2 separate regions of the Hordeum vulgare genome follow, and region 1 is linked to region 2. Evidence: chromatin contacts called from public Hi-C data. All regions are on one chromosome and are shown on one strand. Each heading gives the region's core, a stretch centred on a gene start, on an enhancer-like site or on the middle of the called end of the contact. The rest is flanking DNA. Distances are from core to core; before and after follow the strand shown. Region 1 holds the start of LOC123435110 (protein COFACTOR ASSEMBLY OF COMPLEX C SUBUNIT B CCB2, chloroplastic). Region 2 holds the start of LOC123435094 (F-box protein PP2-A13-like).

Region 1 (4,056 bases), core at 1,300-3,799, 230 kb after region 2:
ACGATCCTGTCCCTCCACAAGAAGTAAATTCGTGCCTCTCGTGGTAAGAAAACAAAACATGTTTCCCACTTTTGTGAGAGGCAGGGCCATGCCTCTTATAGAAGTAAATTCATACTTTCACGAAAAGTAAAACCCATGTCTCTCGCAGTACAAAAAAAGGAAAACATGTTTTTCCTTTTCCGAAAAGCATGACCGCGTCTCTCATGAAAAAAATCAATGCCTTTCATAATAAAAAATGAAAAAGAAAACATATTTTCCCCTTTTTTATCTCTTGCGAAAGCAAATCCATGTCTCTCGTGGAAGACAAAAAACACGTTTTCTCACGATAATTTTTTTCTCGAAATATTTTGTGTCCAAAAACTAAGATTTTTTTATTTAAAAGCCAAAAAACGTACAGAAAAATAAAATAAATCTGAGAAAACATCCAAAACGCGGCACATGACCACAGGGAAAACGCAGCTAAATTTGTTTAATATTGTATTTTTTAATTCTTTTTGAAAAATAATGCGCCCATTTGAATATTTTCAGAACTGGGCCTGCCTCGGCCCTGGCGTGACCGACAGGTTGCTGTCGGCGTCGGGGCGGCCGACAGGGGGCTAGTCGACCTAGTGGTGGCCGATAAGTGCCTCTCGGCCACGTGGCGGCCGACTACTGGCCAGGCCACGTCGATAGGCCAGTCGGCCCCTGCCTGTCGGCCCTGGCGTAGCCGATAGGGCTATCGGCCTGGGGAGGCCGACTAGTGGCCAGCCAGCCGACCCAGCCCCTCCTCCTCTCTTCCTCCTTCCTCCTTTCTTCCTCCTTCCTCTTTCTTCCTTCTCCTTTCTACCTTATCTCCTTTCTTTCTTTCTCCTCCTACCTTCTCCCCCACCCAAAAAAACTGCCATTTCCACTTTTTAAACCGTACATTTGTTGTGTACGGAGGAGGGCATCCGAACTATCCTTCTCACTCGCGATGGGGTAGTTTGTGGTGCTTGTTTTGAAGCTATTTTTGGTGGTGGTGGTGGAGGTTGAGGTGGAGGTTGTAGTGGTGGTGGTGGTGGTATGGGTGTAGTTGTTTGTTTTGGTGGAGTTGGAGGTGGTGGTGTGGGATTAATCTCGGTGTTCGTCAAGAGTCGTTCGTCGTTCATCGTTTCTGCGCACGCTTCAAGGGTAATTTTTTGTTGTTGTTTAAATAGTTTTAGGTGCTCCGGTAGATTAGTATAAATTTAGTTGTTTAATTGGTTGTAGGTGCTCCGGTAGATTAGTATAAATCTAGTTGTTTAACTAGTTTTAGGTGCTCCGGTAGATTAGTATAAATTTAGTTGTTTAACTAGTTTTAGGTGCTCCGGTAGATTAGTATAAATTTAGTTGTCTAACTAGTTTTAGGTGCTCCGGTAGATTAGTATAAATTAAGTTTAGTAAATGAAGTAGTTTAAATATTTTAAGGTTCTCCGATAGATTTGGAAAATATATTTCGGTTTGTCGTTCTTTTAATTTTTTCCTTGTTGAATAATATGTTAGGTCAGCAGAGATGTCTGATTTAGTGACGTTATGTTTGCACTATGGTCGTGGTACCGTTCAAACAAATGAGATGGGAGCTGATCTTAGTGAATTTCAGTACACAGAGGTGCAGGTGTCCTCCCGTAAAACATGGTCTGTTACTCAGTTGAGAGAATGGCTTGCGCGATGTTTAGAGTTCAATACTGAAACACACACCGTCGGTGTTCATGCATTATGGACCCGGTCCACTGGTAATATTTTCTGGTATTTGAAGCATATAGAGCGGGACGACTAGTGGGTGCGCTTGTTACAATCTTGCGAGCGTAGGGGATGTCATCATGTGGCCTTACTTCTCCCCGTGGTAAAGCCGGTTACTAAACCTGAAGTGGAACGTAGCTCTGAATATGGTGAGAGCAGTGTAGGGATGCATGATTCACACTCAATTGATGCGTCCCATGCTGGGGATGATTTTTACAAAGCAGGCCAGATTAGTCAGGCAGAAGGGGGAGATGCAGATGATTATCTCAGCGGTGAGGCGGATGCCGACGAGATAGATGGGCACATGCAAAACGAGATGCATGAAGAAGATATAGCGGGTGATATTTCCGATGGATCCGCCGAATCAGATGGAGAAGAGCACGCACATGAAGTGCCTATTCCTGCATCATGGAATCAGGACTTCTCATCTGCAATGTTGGTGAACGACGGTCATGATTCTGCCTGACAGTATCATCAGAACAACATTGCAACAGGTGCCCTCTACCCGAACAAACAAGCTCTGAAGGATGCCATCCTTAATTGAGCAATGTCCACTCAAAGGGTATTTGTAGCTCAAGTATCTTGTCCGGATAAGTTGACAATGGTTTGTAGAAATCAGGGTTTTCCCGCAAGGGTACATGGATATCTTTCTAAGTACGACACAAGCTGAATCATAAATAATTTAGTTAGTCATAATTGTATTATTCCATGCATCCCTCAAGATCATCCAAACCTTACTTTTGAATTTTGATAGCTCGCAGTTGTGCGTTGTCAGTCCATTTTAAACGACCCTCGGGAGGCTTGAGCGCTCTGGGCGTTTCGGCCTTTGGACTTGTTGTTCCCGTACCCGTGGGCCACAATTTGCGACATTCGGGGCCTTGTAACCTGAGGGTGCGCAGAGCCGCATAGCGCAGCCGCTGCGACCTGCCACCATCCATCCGCCATGGCTCTCCTGGTCCGTGCACCGCCGCTTCTTCTCCACCTACAGCCTTCCCCCACCACCGCGCAAGCTTTATTCGTCCGGCAAATCGCACCCACACCCCGCCGCCGTTCCCTCTCCGCACGCGTCCGCGTGCGCGCCTCCAACTCCGACCCTCCGCAGCAGGTCAACCTCTCCGTCCTCCGCTTCACCCTCGGTACCCTCCTCCCCTGCCACCCGGCCTCCATCCGCCGCCGAGCTGGTCGCTCTGAACCACTCGAAGGGCGCGTTTTACGATATCTCACACGCGGCGCGGCACCATCGCAGGGATCCCCGGGCTGGACGAGTCGTACCTCCCGCGGTGGATAGGCCTCGGCTTCGGCGCCCTCGTCCTCCTCAACCACCTCCTCTCGCCGTCCCCAACTCCCGCGCAGCTCGTCTGTTACCTCTGTACCTTCGCCCTGATAATGCCCAACCGTATTTCACATGCCTGATTAACCGGTTACGCGAAATTGCAGAGGTCGGAGGCTCTGGGGCTGTGCCTGGCCGCGTTCTCAGCGGCGCTGCCGTACCTCGGGCGCTTCCTAGAGGTGGGATGCGTCATTGTGTGGCCGGAGTGGTACATTGGGTTCGCGCGGTGAATGCTGGGAAATGAGGATGATTTGGGAATTTTGATTGTTGTAGGGTGCTGGTGCTTCCAGCCGTGTGCCGTTGCCAGAAGGGAGCAGGCAGGTGTTTGTGATTCCTGATGATCTGTCAACGGCGCAGAAAGAGGATATGGCCTGGGCGACATATGTTCTGCTTCAGAACACAAACACCACATCAGTGGTATGTATTTAGGTGTTTCTCAGCCGTATAGACTTGAATCAGTATTAAATTTTCGGTGGGAGCTGACTGAATTGTGATGCCTTAAGCAGTTGTTTTTTTCCCGGGTACTTATGATTCAGATTCAAGCTGTTGTATTTGATGAACTTAAATATTTAGCATTGTGGATCTGATAGTCTCGTGCCTTATTGTTTTGTCAATCTTAATCCATGTTATCCTGGCTTGCCGGCAAATAGTAATCGCAGAGGAAAAAATTGAGTTACTGTAGAAAACCCCTAGGACTGTTCCAATGTAGTGTTTGGTTGAGTTTGCTTCTTTCTGGTGTATTTAGTAGTCCCTCCATTCGGAAATAGATGATGTCTTAGACACTGACATGTTATCCAACATGTATCATGATATGTTAATGGAAATACGAAATCTATACTGTGAAATTAATCTCAATGATAAATCTATTGACATTATCTTCACCTTACCAGTCTAATTGTGTTATTTTATTTACAAGCAGTTAAATCCAGAAAGTATTAACTTCACGCACTCTAGGAAGTCATGTACTTTTTGGTTGAGGTTGCTCCTTT
Region 2 (4,019 bases), core at 12-2,511:
AAGATGTACCGAGAGGGATTAAGTGATCCCATGAAATGGTAAATATTATCCATTATGCTTTGTGTACTAATGAGGGTCTTCGTGAGAATTCTATGTGTGGTTAGGTATATTTCCATAGGCTTGCATCAAGAGAAAGATCTCATACAACCAATGGAGGATGACATTAAGTGGTAATCATCATCAAGATTGCGATGTGCAAATCCAAGTGAAGCATCAAGAAGATATCATGCTTGAAGCTTGCCGTCCATTGTGGTGGTAATGGATTTGTAAAGATTCGTTCAAGAGTGACTCATCCATAATGAAGTATGGGGGAGCAATCTACTAGTCTTCATCGAGCCGGCGAAATCAAGAAAGATGATCCATCTCGAGGAGGACAACATCGCCATCATCTTGCTTAAGTGGACTATGCTCAAGGCAAATCTTTGTCTTTGATAGATTTTCTATTTTACCGGTGTGAGTGCATGCATGCTTGTGTGTGTGATCCATTGTGTAGAACTGCGAAACATGAAAACAACAACAATGAGTTCGCCTTCTTTTATTTTAATTAGCCTCTAATTTATTTTGACAATCTTTCCTTTCCACACTTTGACCAATTTAATTTTAACGGTTTTGCTGGAGATGCTTCGAGTTGTGGAATCACCGGGAACAATTTTTCATATTTTCCAACGTTCACTCTTTTTCTGCGTAAGTGGGTAGCCATGCACGGAAAAGAAAATCGTAGCATGTGGCACCAGCAGCCGGCTGGTGTCGCCCGGAAGACCGAGGTTTCGAGAAACAATCAATCGGTCTCTCTACCGTAAAACACCCAAGGATTTAATTTAATTAAATTCAATCCATACTTACTAAATTATTAGGCAAACAGAAAAGGAAACCCGTGTGCGAACACGCGCGGCATTTGCACCCCATCTCCAGTCCCAGTTTAGTTTTGCGCCGTGGCGACGCGGTCTCGCGATTTGCGTGCGTGCATGCGGTAATTGAGCCGGATTTTCGGATAAGAATAGATAATCCCGCCAGCCTGTCTGCGCGCACCCTGCCGTGGAACTCTCCAGGCGCGACGGGGGCTTCGCTCCAGCTGTACCCCACTCCCTGCACCCACCGCACGGGCCCGTACACGTGGACCGCCCTCCGGTCGCCCACACCCATCAGCCCCCCGTGCAGCGGACAGCGTCCACGGACATCCCGTGTTAATGGCGGCCATTAATCCACATAGTACCGCACCGAGATATTATCGCTGAGCATTAATGAACGTGCCCTCCGAGATATTATCGCTGCCGCGAAGCGTCACAGACAGGTCCATCCCGGAAGGTATAAAAGAATGTAATTACCAAGTAGTTTCAGGGGGTAGAAAGGCAGCCCAGCCCACGAAACCCTATCTACGGCCCATTAACCACCCCCCGCCCTCTCGCCGTCTATTTATTCCCTTCGCCGACGCTTCCTCCGTCCGTCCTTCCGGTTTTATTTATCTCCCACCTTTCCTCTCCGACGACGCATTCATTCATCGCTTTTCTGTGAAGCGGAACAAATTCCCGGAGGATTCCATTCGTAGACGGGCGGCTGTGATCACGAGCTTCCATTACGGGCGCGGAATCATCGGTGATCGGCTTCTTCGCGGGATTCGGTTCCATCTACATACTACTACTACTACAAAGGGTGTCTGAGGTCGTTGCGACTGGAGGAAGCGGGGAGCCATGGGGGCGGGGGTCTCGAGCTTTTTATTCGGCGTTGGCGGCCCGGCGGCGGAGGCTGCGCCGGGTGCTGCGGGCCTGGGCGACCTGCCGGAGCTCTGCGCCGCGCAGGTGCTGCTCCGGCTCGACGCGCCGGAGATCTGCCGCCTCGCGCGGCTCAACCACGCGTTCCGCGGCGCCGCGGGGGCAGACTTCGTGTGGGAGGCCAAGCTGCCGGAGAACTACCGCCACCTCATCGGGTACGTCGAGGGCGGGGGCGAGGAGGGCAGGCGCCGGCGCCGCCGGGCCGGCACCAAGGAGATCTACGCCAGGCTCTCCAGGCCCGTCTCTTTCGACGACGGCACCAAGGTTAGATATTCTTCTACATGAATATAGGTCCCTTTCCATGTGCTTGTCTATGATTTTTTTTTTCTTTTTTGCAACGCAAACAAGACCCCTCATGAGCTTGTCTATATGATTTTGGCCAATCAGTTTTGTGCTTGAATCATTGTTATTATTTACCGAGTCTGATGTCTTAATCCACGTATCTGTTTAGTACTAGCCAAATATTGACATCTGAATCGTTTCAGAGTTAATTAGTGTCAAGGGGAAGAACTCATCTAAAACTATTTTGAAACAATTTCAGCACCGAAAACTATCTTGGTTCCCTTTTTATCTATAGGAGCTAGAACTATTTTTAGTGCTAAATGGTTTATATTTTGTGTGCTTTGTAATTGCAGGAATTTTGGCTAGAGAAGAGCAAAGGTAGGGTTTGTATGGCGCTATCCTCCAAAGCTCTGGTCATAACTGGCATCGATGACAGGAGATATTGGACGCACATGCCGACCACAGAATCAAGGTAAAAACTCGATCTCGCGCTTACAGTTTGTGCCAGAAAGATGTGATGTTTGGGTTGCAACTTGCAATTGAATGACGTAACTACATACTTAATGGCGAGATTGAGCTGTTCGTCTTTTGTTGTAGAAGATGGGACAGAGTTGGACTTGCACGTCTACTTCTGCATTTTAGTCCAACTTGCACGTCTACTTCTGCATTTTTCTTCCTCGGAGCACACAAGGCTTTTGAAAATTATGCCCCTGTACATTTAATTGTCGCTGGTTTAGTCCAACTCTGTACCGAATCAGCTACAATTAATATGGATTTGAGGGAGTACGCTGTTCTCATTTCTTGTTTAAAATACACTCACTTTGCCTGTTGCTCTGATAGACACATAAATTCAACATAGACGAGTGATGTCTGCCTTTATCTTACCAGTGCTATCAAAACGTAACTTAGATGTAGTCCTTCCAACTGATGGCACGAGAAGTATGTGCCTACTCTGCCAGTGGAAGATATTGACTCCTCACACAGATGTAATTATATTCATCTGTGCAATATCTTTCAATGTAATTATATTCTAACACAGCAAAGATGCATGATATCTTGTTCCTAGAACGGTTATCTGACCTATGTGTACCCATTATGCTCATGCAGGTTCCAGTCCGTGGCATACCTTCAGCAAATCTGGTGGTTTGAAGTGGTTGGAGAGCTTGATTTCTGCTTCCCTGTGGGAACCTACAGTTTGTACTTCAGGGTTCATCTCGGGAAGTTCAGCAAGCGGTTTGGACGCCGTGTTTGTAGCACTGAGCACGTCCATGGTTGGAACAAGAAGCCGGTGCGCTTCCAGCTCTCCACCTCGGACGGCCAGAATGCATTATCTCAATGCTACCTGGACGAGCCCGGGAGTTGGGTTCTGTACCATGCAGGCGATTTTGTTTCCTCGAAGCCAGGCCAATCACTTAAGCTGAAGTTCTCCATGGCGCAGATCGACTGCACGCACACGAAAGGTGGCCTGTGTGTCGACTCGGTGCTCGTGTACCCCAAGGGCTTTCAGCAGGAGAAGGTGGTGACCGGCAAGATCTCGGAGATGAGATCGTAGTTGTAGTGGTGGTGGCGCTTGCACCGCTAGAGTTGTAGAGAAAATGCAGCTTGCAGCCCAATCCTATTATCAAGTTGGGCTCTAGTATGCAACGGATGAAACTGTCTGTGTAAAGAACTGTAGACTCAGGGTCTGTGTGGTGAGGTACGTCAGTCAGAGTGGTTTGTGTGTCGTCCAGTCTTCCCATGGGTAATTTTTTTCTCTCCCTGGTGCTAAATGAGACTTTGAAGCTACGGATGCAACGGTTGTACTGAAACGAGATCAGAGGTTTCGTTTCCATGTTCCTGGTTTCTTGTTCCTTGTCATAAACTTCTGTTTTCTTGCTGCTATTAGCCTTAGTTAAGATGACTGGAAGATCTGTGGTACTTACTCTCCGTGTTGACTTGATTATGTTGTTGGAATGGCCATGTTTCTTT

What was found. Hi-C and Micro-C count contacts between places; a contact is called where the count stands out from the background.
Region 1: a contact with region 2 is called in a Hi-C map of seedling, with 5 times the contacts expected there. The contact joins the promoter of LOC123435110 here to the promoter of LOC123435094 in region 2. A contact is called at or near these places in 3 of 6 Hi-C or Micro-C datasets (leaf and seedling).

The regions. Positions count from the first base shown.
Region 1 is chr1H:342,706,539-342,710,594 of MorexV3_pseudomolecules_assembly, forward strand. LOC123435110 (protein COFACTOR ASSEMBLY OF COMPLEX C SUBUNIT B CCB2, chloroplastic) reads left to right here and starts at 2,550. Exons shown (of 7, transcript XM_045115550.1): 1 at 2,550-2,873; 2 at 2,984-3,093; 3 at 3,175-3,246; 4 at 3,341-3,484. The coding sequence starts at 2,681.
Region 2 is chr1H:342,478,247-342,482,265 of MorexV3_pseudomolecules_assembly, forward strand. LOC123435094 (F-box protein PP2-A13-like) reads left to right here and starts at 1,262. Exons shown (of 3, transcript XM_045115549.1): 1 at 1,262-2,033; 2 at 2,405-2,523; 3 at 3,159-3,972. The coding sequence starts at 1,689. The coding sequence ends at 3,603.